4 separate regions of the Anser cygnoides genome follow, and all the other regions are linked to region 2. Evidence: chromatin contacts called from public Hi-C data. All regions are on one chromosome and are shown on one strand. Each heading gives the region's core, a stretch centred on a gene start, on an enhancer-like site or on the middle of the called end of the contact. The rest is flanking DNA. Distances are from core to core; before and after follow the strand shown. Region 1 has its middle 20 kb from the start of CCDC112. Region 2 holds the start of GRAMD2B (GRAM domain containing 2B). Region 3 has its middle 42 kb from the start of FEM1C. Region 4 holds the start of CCDC112 (coiled-coil domain containing 112).

What was found. A called contact is a pair of places that touch in the nucleus more often than the background predicts.
Region 1: a Hi-C map of liver shows a contact between it and region 2, with 2.2 times the contacts expected there. The contact joins the enhancer-like site here to the promoter of GRAMD2B in region 2. A contact is called at or near these places in 2 of 7 Hi-C or Micro-C datasets (granulosa cells and liver).
Region 3: a contact with region 2 is called in a Hi-C map of liver, with 5 times the contacts expected there. The contact joins the enhancer-like site here to the promoter of GRAMD2B in region 2. A contact is called at or near these places in 2 of 7 Hi-C or Micro-C datasets (both in liver).
Region 4: a Hi-C map of liver shows a contact between it and region 2, with 2.8 times the contacts expected there. The contact joins the promoter of CCDC112 here to the promoter of GRAMD2B in region 2. A contact is called at or near these places in 2 of 7 Hi-C or Micro-C datasets (granulosa cells and liver).

Annotation. Positions count from the first base shown.
Region 1 is chrZ:22,823,933-22,826,889 of Taihu_goose_T2T_genome, forward strand. No RefSeq gene overlaps it. Among named protein-coding and RNA genes, the nearest start is that of CCDC112, 20 kb to the right of the region's middle. Within about 2 kb of position 1,474, at least 2 of the 3 cell types and tissues checked have open chromatin away from gene starts, as enhancers often do. A contact at or near this core is called in liver, where this site is marked.
Region 2 is chrZ:22,651,243-22,654,148 of Taihu_goose_T2T_genome, forward strand. It overlaps GRAMD2B (GRAM domain containing 2B), which reads left to right and starts at 1,412. Exons shown (of 14, transcript XM_048049927.2): 1 at 1,412-1,576. The coding sequence starts at 1,449.
Region 3 is chrZ:22,792,954-22,795,653 of Taihu_goose_T2T_genome, forward strand. No RefSeq gene overlaps it. Among named protein-coding and RNA genes, the nearest start is that of FEM1C, 42 kb to the left of the region's middle. Within about 2 kb of position 1,263, at least 2 of the 3 cell types and tissues checked have open chromatin away from gene starts, as enhancers often do. A contact at or near this core is called in liver, where this site is marked.
Region 4 is chrZ:22,843,836-22,846,588 of Taihu_goose_T2T_genome, forward strand. It overlaps CCDC112 (coiled-coil domain containing 112), which reads left to right and starts at 1,377. Exons shown (of 10, transcript XM_066987714.1): 1 at 1,377-1,493; 2 at 2,130-2,245. The coding sequence starts at 1,443.

The sequences.
Region 1 (2,957 bases), core at 224-2,723, 170 kb after region 2:
CTCCCCAGCCAGTACAGTGTGTTTACTCAGGGTACATCATTTTGCCCTCTCTGGAACAGCCACTGTGATATTTTCTCCACACTCTAATGAACCAGGCCCAGAACAATCCCTGTGAATCATCAGTTTCCATTTGCACAAAGCTGGTGTTAAATGAAATGCGAGGCAGGGACAGATAGCCTGTTTGCGTCCACAGTACCGACGCCACAGAGAAATGCAAGTCTCCAGAGGGGGTCTGCAGAAGGGCAGGCTGTGCTGGGCTGATGAAGTGGATGTGGACTCGCCAGAGAGGTCATGTGGCTGTAACATTTGTTCTCCTACCGCACCGGTGTCCTGTTTATTTCCTAAGTATCCACTGATGAACGAGGAATGCTTTTTATGCTGGTGTCCTCTCGAATCTGCTAAGCTTCTTGCACTTCGAACATTAAAGAGGACATATATGCTAAGCAGGAGTCTCTGACAGATGTACTAATGTTAACAGGCACACTACCCTGCGGAAAATGAGGACCTTTGTTTTCTCTGAAAAGTACCTGCTGCCCAAATAATTGAAAAATTATTCATGCATGGTAAGAAATCCATCACGAAAACCATAAATAAATGCAAGGTGCCACTCTCTGCTGTCTGCCAGCTGCTCCATCCCAGTTCAACCACACCACCCAGCTCACCAGCAGCCACGTGCTGCTCTGGGCAGGCCCCTCGTGTGCAGGGAGCCCTGGCACTGCCTTTGCCTGTCCATTCTTGCTCGCTTCATAGAGGGAGGCCAGAACCGAGGGACCCTTTTGCCCCAGAAATTCTCAAATGAATGAAATTGTCCTCAGGTGGCCCTGATACCAGCCACAACGCACAGATACCCTGAGTTTGAACTACATTTTGGTGGGATGAGACCTATCCCACAGTAAGCAGATGGCAAAAGTGTCCCAGAAAACTTCGAATCTTGAGCTTTGCAGCATGTATCCTGGATATCAAACCTTCTTCTCAGGAGAAGAAGGTCTTCTCAGGAGAGCACGAAAAACACAGGAGCCTCATGACCTTGGGGAAATCAGGACAGCCCCTGCCTAAGTCTTGACTGCAGTAACGTGAGGAGCTGGGGTCCCTCTCAAACCTCTCAGGTGGTTTGGCTGGCAACGGCCCCAGTCCTGGAAGAGTCACAGTGGTTTTCAGCCTCTCTTCTGGGACTTTTAAATCTCTCAGGATGGAAATTAAATCTCTCAGGAAGAAAGTAAACATTCATGCTTGAACTAAACTAAACAACAACAACAACAAAAAACACTACATGTTCCAGTGGGTTACCCAGTCATATATTCTATGAATGAATCTATCTTCCATTTTTAAGAGAGAACAGCTGAAGAGGAGTAAAAAACAAAAACTAAATCAAATGGAACCAAATCCAATTATATAGTGTCGTTGCTAGTTCAAATTCAGACTGAACCATTACTTTTGGTTGCTCAAAAAAGCCATACAGGCCCATTCAGTTCACACAGAGAGCTTTGTTTCCAAAAATCAAGTTTCTTGAATTTTCAGATACAGAAATGGCAAAATCTAGATTGCTTAGTCACTGAAGTATATACTTCTGAAGTTTCTGCTTTCTTCTTGGTTTATATACATTTGCAATGCTTTGTAGAAATATACATATATATATATATATATAAACTCTTAATTTCAGTTTAATTTGAAGTGTGTCAGATCCCCACAGAAAAAAAATAAAGGGTTCATGATGTGAACAATTCCAGTAACCTGCTTGTGTTCCCTTATAGCTGATCAAAGTTCATTCTATGTTCAGGCAACACTTTATGTCAACCGCTTGCTTCACTCTCTAGATAAGCTTCACAAACGACATGATGCGATCAAAGCAAGGTAAGTTGGGCAATGGCACTTGTTGATGCACATTCCATCTGATAAACATACGTTTGTACTTGTGCGAAGTTCATTCTCTGCAAATCTGAGCTTCGTAGCTGAATGGTACTTCATTTTCCCACCTCAAAAGCACAGGGCTTGCTTCTGTCCTGCCTTTTATATGTGTCAATAAGGAATGCATTTGTGATGTAAACAAAATCAGGAATCACATCAGGAGCATCTTCGCTCAGAACAAATGGTGACCTCCTTTTGGCTTCCCAGTAGGAAACAGCCTAGTGGGTCTGCAGAGAGCAGCACACAAGCAGTCCCGCCTACACAGAGTCTATTTCTGGGATGGATTAGCCACATGCATGCCAATCGTAAACCATAATTGCGCCTATGGTTTACTAAATATCAAATGTTGGAAAAATACCCTGTGATAATAACACTAGCGATACCATAATAATACCACATTAATGATAATGTTACAAAATTAATAATACCACATAATAATAGTACTGCCACATAAATAACAGACATTGGAAAAAAATCAATACCAAACTGTCTCCCCAAGAAAAAGGAACTGACATTGACTAAATGTGCGATACATATATACACGCACATTCACCCCAGGCTGGCTTTGCCTGGCTGGTCTATTTTAGCACACTCTACATATTTCTTTTCCACTTAAAGCCAACAGCTCTGTGGTGCATGGGTTACTGCAGGCTCTTCCTGTGATTCTCCTAAATAGCTTTTTTTTTTTTTTTCCAGAGGAGCTCATCAACCTTCTGAAATGGACCAACAACATTCAGCAAATTCTACATTGTTTTAGAAAAAACTCCTTTTGTTCGGATGGAAAGTATGGAAAGGAAAACACATACTTAAAACTAAACAATAAACACATGCTTAAGATTTTTTCCTGTGGCAGGTCCTCATGGTTTCCCCATTAGCTGAGGATGTTTCTTTTGTTGGAAAATCAGTGTTTAATTCCTTCCTTTTTCTATAAAAATAAATACACCTAGTCATGAGTAAATATGTAACCATTACAGGCAGACCCCTAAAACATTATTTATGGAGCTCTAAGCATCTTCAGAATACAAATAGGTTAGATAGCAGGTCAGTGCCCA
Region 2 (2,906 bases), core at 162-2,661:
CAAAGATGTATAGCATAGCTACTGAAAGATGCATTCCTTCTGAAAAATTAACTCAGGAAAATTTTGAGCAGCTTGAACACCACTCCTAAATACAGGCTGTTTCATTTGTTCCATTTTACAGGGAATATCTAAGAGGATCAAGAGTGTGTACATTATTCCTTTTTTTTTTTCCTTTCAAGAAAAGAAAGAGTCACATTTATTTGGAATTTTCACTTCCAAGAAAACGACTGTTTCATCTTTACCTTTACTTCTTGACTGTTATGCTAATCCTGTATTTTAATAGTTACTGTTCTTCCTGTTGTTTCCGTCCTTTACAGAGTCCATTACAGTTTGGCTAATACTGACTTCAAAGTGAATTTTATCTTCAAAAATGCAACAACCAGGTTTTAAGTCATTAGGAAGGTAGGGCTTGGGGGAAGGGGGGTGAACAGGGAATGACACATTCAGAAAGACAGAATACTTTGACTAGATTTCATTCAGCTTAGTAGCAAAATTTGAGAACAGTCCAAATGCATTTGTATTGTTTCATAATCTATTTATAGATGCTGACAATAGAAAGAGAGAGCTACACTCCACATGTTTATTCAGTCTCACAGACTAGGGCTTATTATCATGCAGAGCCTAAATGAAGATTAGCAGAAGTTCTGGAGATCTTGGGGTGTTACTTCAGTTGTATGGGATGGCTCACAATTTAAAGAAATGTTGTTTACCATTTCTTTGACCAACCTAATCATTATAGTCATCTTCAACAAACAGTAAACCATGCAATTCTGTAGTTAATGTTTGCCAATTCCTATGGAAAATAAATAAATAAAAATGATTAGGCAAACTGGCCTTGTTCAGTTGGTGTTTGGTGCGCTGAGATTTAAAAAGATTTTCTGTGTTTAAGAAGAACTGCAATGACTTTATTTCATGGCAACTACCTGCATGCATGTGCACAAATATGTTACTGCAGAAGTGCAATATAATGACTTTGGCATGTCAAAACAGGTGGATATAGTCACTTCTGAAACATACACTCTTATGTTGTTCAAACTTGGAAAATTAGAGACCTGCAGGTAATTCACAAAGTAGAATTTCTGACAGATCATATTACTACATTTAGTACGAGCCTGGCAATGCAACATCATTTGAATTAAGAGTTCTTGTCTTTTTTTTTTTTTCTTAAATTTATCCAAACAGTTTATTGCTATTAGTATCGACTTTCCAAAGACATACTACACCTAAACTTGATGAGATTTGTTTCAAAGTATATCTATGAAGTGCTGCAGGTATAAAAGAAAAAAACCTCGTGATGTCACATCAATGTGTTACTGATTAACTGATTTTAAAGCCAGTCCAAGCTGGAGTCACACCAAGAATGCATTTCCTACAGCAGTGAAAGGCCGTGTGCTTGAAGGATCCCTCTAGACCCAAACTTACCTAACTCTGCAGTTAGCACCATTAACATGATGAGAAAAGGGAATTCCTTGGAAGACTCGGTTTTTCATTTTGAAAGTCAGAGCAGCTTCCGAAAGTCAAGTAATGACCCTCCTCCAGTCAGCCCTACAGAGAGTTCTGGATCAGTATTTATAAGGTAAATTCAGGGGCGTTTGGGTGCTCTTTACATACTTGATGCCAGGAGGGATAGGGCAGCAACACAGGAGGGCACTGGGACAAACACTAGTGGAAATACCCTGATGGGGAAACTTAATTTTTGAAGGCAATGCACACAGAGCTGATAATTTATCTTGCATTACTGATTGCGCTGGGAAGGGGAGAGTGTAAAGAAGAATTTTGTCGGGGGGGATAGGAGGGTGTTGTTCTCTCTTTGTGTAACTTTTACACTGAAGCAGGGCTTTGAGTGTGTATAGTACTATATAAACTCAAGTTTTTAAATGACCTCTGCAAGGTTATCAAATACTATCTACTGTCTCTGTACAAAACAAATTTAAACTGGGTTAGAACACGGAATTTGACAAAATATTTTGATGTATGTTTTGGCCTATAGGAAACTTTACAATGTTTTTTAAATTATGTTTCAAGAGAAATGATATCATCAGAAAAAGGAGTATTCATGTAAGTTGAGATTGCTAATGGGTTTTCTGATAGAACAATCACAAATGATTTTCAAGGTGAAATCTCTTTTCTTACTTTAGAAGTGTGGACTTGTTGGATTGTGAACTTATAATGAGGTAGAGTTCATTGTAAGGAAGATTTCTGGACAAATCATGCACATTTTAGACAGCACAGATAAATGAGGAAATGCAGAGTCAGAGGGTTGCTCGCACTCTGCATTCATTCCTTCCCATCTACTGCAGGAGAGGGACAGGTAAACATCACCACTATCTATGTCAACCCATTATGAATAAATTATCTTTAAAAAGCTATTCAAAGTAACATTAAATATTTATTGTTCCTTAACCAACATGAAAATTCGTTAGTAAGCTCTGTCTTTCGTATCTGTTCATGTCCACCTTGAAGACTGATTTGCAGGGAACACCTCTATTTATTCTTTGTGTGACTAAATTAAATTTCTTTGTAGCTGGGTGATGGCTTGTATCACTAATTGGGTCACGAGTATAAATAAATCTGCTGGCCTCATTTTTCCCCTTGTGAAATGTTATTTGGGCTTTTTAATACTATACCTGTATAATGTATTTTCTTCCAATTCAAATGTCAGAGAGATAATGCTCAATAGTCTGAACACACAATAAGGAACCATAAATTTGAAGTTTTAATTAGAGCTCTCAGGGGCTCTTACCTAGAAGTATTTAGTTAGCGCTTGCTTTTTAAAACAACATCCACATACGTATTTCTATGCGTCTCTTATTCTTATTTTCCAGTTAGGCAAGTAAGTACAGAATAAATACAGTGGTGGACAGAGGGTTCAACACAAGTAGGTTATGTTTAACCACTTGTAGTTT
Region 3 (2,700 bases), core at 13-2,512, 140 kb after region 2:
ACAAGCTAATTTTTCTGCATCAGAGTGAAGTAGCAGAACGTGGATCGGTATTTCTCCGTGGAGTCAGTGTACTTAATTGGTATCCCCTGGAGATGACAGTCTTGTGGTTACCTTTCTGTTCTTCCTCACCCTGTTCTCCCCATCTTTGATACTTCATGAGAACACAATAATCCCCCACAGCTGCTGACAAGGAGTCAGCATCCCCTGCCTGCAACTTGCCTGTCTCCGTAGCAAGTCTCTTGGGTTTAATCAAGTGTGTGATGAAGGCTGACACTGTGAATCGCATAAATGAATGCTGTCTCATGTTAGAAGTGACCTAAGTGACAAAAGGAGGTCATTTTTATGGAGTCTGTCAACATCTTTTGTTTTCCTTCCTGAAGACTTGTCTGCATTCTGCTTTTCAAGCCTGCTACAAGTCAGGCCAAATGCTGTGTAAGACTTTGCCCCACGGTCCAGGTGTGCAGCCTGGTCTAGGCGAGGCAGTGAAGGTGGGTCCATGGCATGGCAGAGGGTGAAATATTAACAGCGTGCTTCCCTGGTCAGATTCTGGTTCCCCACAGCTGGGAATGGCTTTATGCTGATCAGCATCCCTGTGATTCTGCCTGCTGATTACCGAGGGTGCAACAGCAGTTCCTGCAGTGCCCCAATGCACAGCCCACATTCAGCCAGGCAGCCTGCTTCCAGCCACTGCCTCCAAAGCTCTGCTCAGGGACAAGGTACTTCTGCGCCTGGCAGAGGCTGCCTTGTCCTGGTGCCTCTGACCTGCTTCTGGTGGTCACCTGGTGGCTTTCACCAAGTTGTGAAGGCAGCTGTGGAGAGGGAACATCATCGTTCGGGATGCCAAAGTCTCCTCGCTTCAGCATGGGACTTGCTGCCAGGTTCCCTGCAGAGGAAACATTCTTGGGTGAAGAGAGAAATCATTGACAATCGTTGTTTTGTCTCAGTCATTCCCCTATTTCACAAAACCTTCTGTTTTAAAACAGGATGCCTCACAATCCAAGCTCTGTCAATTGGCATCCCAAAATACAATCCAGGTGCAATGGGCCACATGTCACAGGCTGCTCTGCTGTCGTGGAACCCGATAGCAAGTGTCTGTGTCAGATTACCCCACCTCATCCTCACCTGGGGCTGGCGTGTGTGAGCTACATCCTGTGCTCTTCAACACTTGCGTACAGGGAAAATGCATTTTGTTTGAATTGGCCCTGAAAAAATCTTAAGTCATAAATATTTTGACCTGCAGCTGGGCTATACAAATCTATTCTTAGCAGTAAATGGTGCTATGGCAACTGTCCCTGCGATATGACACACTAGCAAGAATTCTGCCTTCTTTTAATCCACAGCTCCCAAAATACCTTCTGCACATCCCAAGCCACCTGGCTTTTCCCACCCTCTTCAGAGCTGGGGAAGCAGCTCCTTCCCAATTTATTTTTCTAGTTCAGTCTGAGGCAAAGCAATCTTGAGCCAATTTAAGTAGATCTGAAATAACATACTCAGTCCCAGCTGTCATAACCTATATCACAGGATATTCCCCTTGCTTTCCTACGACACTTTCCCAGTTGTTCATATGATCTCTTTTCCCCTCAGGACTTTCTAAATAATTCTTTGACATGAGCTCTATGATTTGCTACATTCTTCTTTGTATAGCCTACCAAAGGTGATTTGTCAACCTGAAATCTTCTGCTTACACATTTTAGTCAATCATTAACATATTATTTATTCAGAGGTTAATATAGCTGTTCAAAGCTTCCTCTGACAAGACAGCCTTGTGTTTTATGCACTGATTTACCTCTGTTACAACACCTAGAGTTTTGGGAGCCCATGTGTGTCTGGAGCTTGCTTTGGTTGAGATCTAGCTAAGCACATGCTAAGAGGTGGGCTTTACCTTAAAGAGCTGCAGACCTGGTATTAACAACGTGCTCTACTGTGAACTAGCTGCTACACACTCAGCTCCTGATGCACATTAGGTTAATGACCTACAGAAAAATCTGAAACGTTTCAGGTCTCCCAGTCCACACTAATTATCTACAAATTTCTCAAGTTCTCTCTGGGCTCATACATGGCATCCTGCTAGTAACCAGGCACTGCAAATGCTGTCTGCTTGAGTACTGAGCCACCTACAAGTTTCACGGCATTTGGTGAGTAATTGAAGGATTTGTGTGTTCAGTACATCCCATATGCCATGAATGTCTTCAAGTGGCAACACGGTGACAGCAACAACAAGGCTATTGGAAAGTTCTGCAGATAACAGGCTAAATTCATCTCTGATGTAACCCCGCTGGCTTGAGCACACTGATAACTACCCTGGAAAAGGGTGTAAAATGTAAAGTGGTTCTTCCTGCTTTCTTGCTCAGGTCTTTCTGCTTCTGCCCTGCCAGCACACCAACTGCACTGATTTGCTGAGGCACAGCAGATAATATCATCTGCAGCTCTTCAGCAGGGTCCCACAGGCATAAGAGATGTAAAATGTCATTGCCAGAACGTAGGCATGAATAAAAATAATTGCCCTGATTTCTCTGCCATAACAATCATAATTTCTAATATAAATCACGTTAACCTCCTTCCTCTCATAAGAGCTGTTTTAACCCTTAAGTGAGAAAGAAAAGTGACAGACTTTAACATATGGTGTTTTAAAACTAACCAGTTCTCCTAGAGTTCTCACTTCTTACTTCATTTTGCTGATCCTGCAAAACTTTATAGGTG
Region 4 (2,753 bases), core at 127-2,626, 190 kb after region 2:
ATGTCTTCAGCTTAGGCCATTTGGTTAGCATCTGTGAATGCTTTTGTGTTCTACAGCTGGGAAAACACCAGATCATAAAATCTTTTTAGCTAGCAAAGCCACTGCATGAATAGATTATTTCTATTCTGCAGAAATGTTAATTAGCAACTCCTTAAAAGTTTGATTGGTATATCTGTGTGAAAAACAAAATCTTGAGAGTTCAAAAATGTATTGAATAATATGAAGCTCTTTATTTCCTGTCAGGATAATGAGGATGTAGTCTGGTCTTCCTGAAGGAAGTAATCAATACAAAACCCTAAATCCTGACATAAACAAAACCTTAGCCAGTCATAAGGATGCTCCATGAGTTTGAAAGAGTAAGAAAGAGACTGTGTTTAATCAAACATCCAAGATGGTGAATCAGTCGTAGCCAAATTGCAACCATACACTGCTCTTCCCAGTTAAAACCAGCCCTTGAGGGAAAAGCAGGATATGGTGACACCATACAGCAAGCATCACTTGCTGCTCTGCATTTGATAGATCTGCATCCACACATCCCTAGATGTGTACACACCTCAGGTCAGCTTTGGCTACTGGAGTACATTGCTCTGAAGAGACTCCTGCTTGTGACATTAGGTCTGTGGCTTCAGCTCTTCAAATGAGCTCAGGGGAGTTAAATGGCATTGGTCAGATAGTCTGGAGCCTTTGGAGCCTGTTATCTTTTCCACATGGTCATCACCTTGAGTACATGCCTGCAAGGCTTGGAAGGTCATGGGCACTCCGGATTACAACTTTCTCACCCAAAAGCAAGGGTGGCTGGGAGCCTAATGTAGTCACTGTCTGCCTCTGACAAGGTGGTGAAAGCCTTTTGAACATACCCCACCTGCTTCTTTTGAAATCCCAGGATTTCAGGACTTGGGCTCTTTTTTCAGGTCAGATTTCCCTTCCAGATCACTGTAGGCTTTGGGGCTTCGTGTGACCACCGTTCCCTAAAGAGCCAGCAGGTCTGTGTCAGAACCACTAAGTCCTTTGTCATGTTATACCGCTTCCTATAAAGCAACAGAGGAGTGGCCAAGCTTGAAAGATGGCCACTGTAGAACCGTGTAAACAGACCAGGGGGTTCTGGTCCAAATTATTATTATTTATTATTGTTGCTGTTACTGTTTTGAGTTAACTGAACTCCTTTCACTGTCCCCTCAGGCAGCGTGGGTAGAAACGACTCCAGGAACGCCCTGCCGCGGCCAGCGTTTATTACCACGGTAACTAGCAACGCCAGGCACTCCTATCCTGACGGAGCCCGGACAGAGGGACACACCCTCGCAAACACACTGACAGACAGACAGACAGACACACAGACAGACATACGCGGCGGCTGCAGGGCTCCCCGCCCGCCTCCATCTCCCGGCGGGGCGGGGCGGGGCGGGGCGGGGCGGGGCGGGCGGCGGCGGCTGCCCGCGGCCAAGATGGCTGCGCTGGCAACGGCCGTGGCGGCGGCGGCCGGCGGGCGGCAGCAGGTAAAGGCCTGGCCGCGGAGCCGGCCTCGCCGGGCGGCCCGGGGAGAGGGCTGAAGCAGGAGCTGCTGGTTTGCCGGGCTGACCTCAGATAGTAGGCTCACAACATCCAGTTTCATAGCCCGTGTTTGTCAGTAGTCCCAGCATGTGGTGCCTTTAGACTGCTTGGGGTTGCTGTGAGTAAGAGTTAACAGTTTGCAGGGCATTTTGAGCAGATTTCACAAGTTAAGCGAGTGCTTTCCTTTAACGAGATGAAATGGGGTAATCTGCCTAATGTAGATTACATGTAGATAACATAAGATTGTATAGTCAGGTAGCGAGTTACCTCCAAATCTTCAGATACTATCTTGATTTAGGGTGGTATGTAGTGTGATCAGCAGCATCTGTGAAAGCAAGTTGACATTGCATTCTTTCCATTTTTCCTTTGAAGAATGGATTTTTATATACACTCATCAGTTTATCATCACTTCAATTTTATACCTGTGTAACTTAAAATTATTTGGATTACTGTAGTATAAAACAGAAGTAGTGCTTTTGTTTGTTATCTCTGCACTGTGGTATTGTCTGCTTAAAAATAACCTATGAGTATTTAAAAATAAAATACTGTTTTTGAATAATACTCCATTTTGTTATGTACAGAATGACAGCTGTTTCAGTACTGCAGGTTCTGGTCAACAGTGTCAGAACTGGAAGATGAAAGCAGAACAAGCTAAGAAAGCAGAATTCGTGAGAACAGCAGAAAAGTTAAGAACTCAGTAAGTAAAAGACAATCATAACTGTATTTTCATGCTGTTCTGGAGATAATACAACTCAAAGTTCCAGGTAAGAATTCACAGTAATGAAATTTTAGGCAAAGTTTTCATTTTTTTCAGGACTTCAGGTAGATTATTACAGTTCTGGTTGTTTAGGATAGGGTCATGAGCTTCAAGATGACCTGTTTTTCTAATTGCTACCAGGACTTGAGTCAGTTATTTTCTTTAGTTCGCTGTTGCACCATGTTGATAACCCAAGAATGAAAGTGTGCGTGGCATTACTTAGTTCCCAGTTTTCCTACTCAGCTGTGCAGTGCATGTGGCATTATTGAGTTCTTAGTTTTCCTACTCAGCTGTGCTTACCTTTCTAAAGAACTAAAGCCTATAAAAGATACCAGCAAAATGAAAATTGTGGCAGCATTACAACAGCTTCCTTAGAGCAGATTGAGAGCACTTCTAGATTATCTAGGCCATTGCTTTGGAATATGGGAGCTCAAGACAGCTCAAGCAC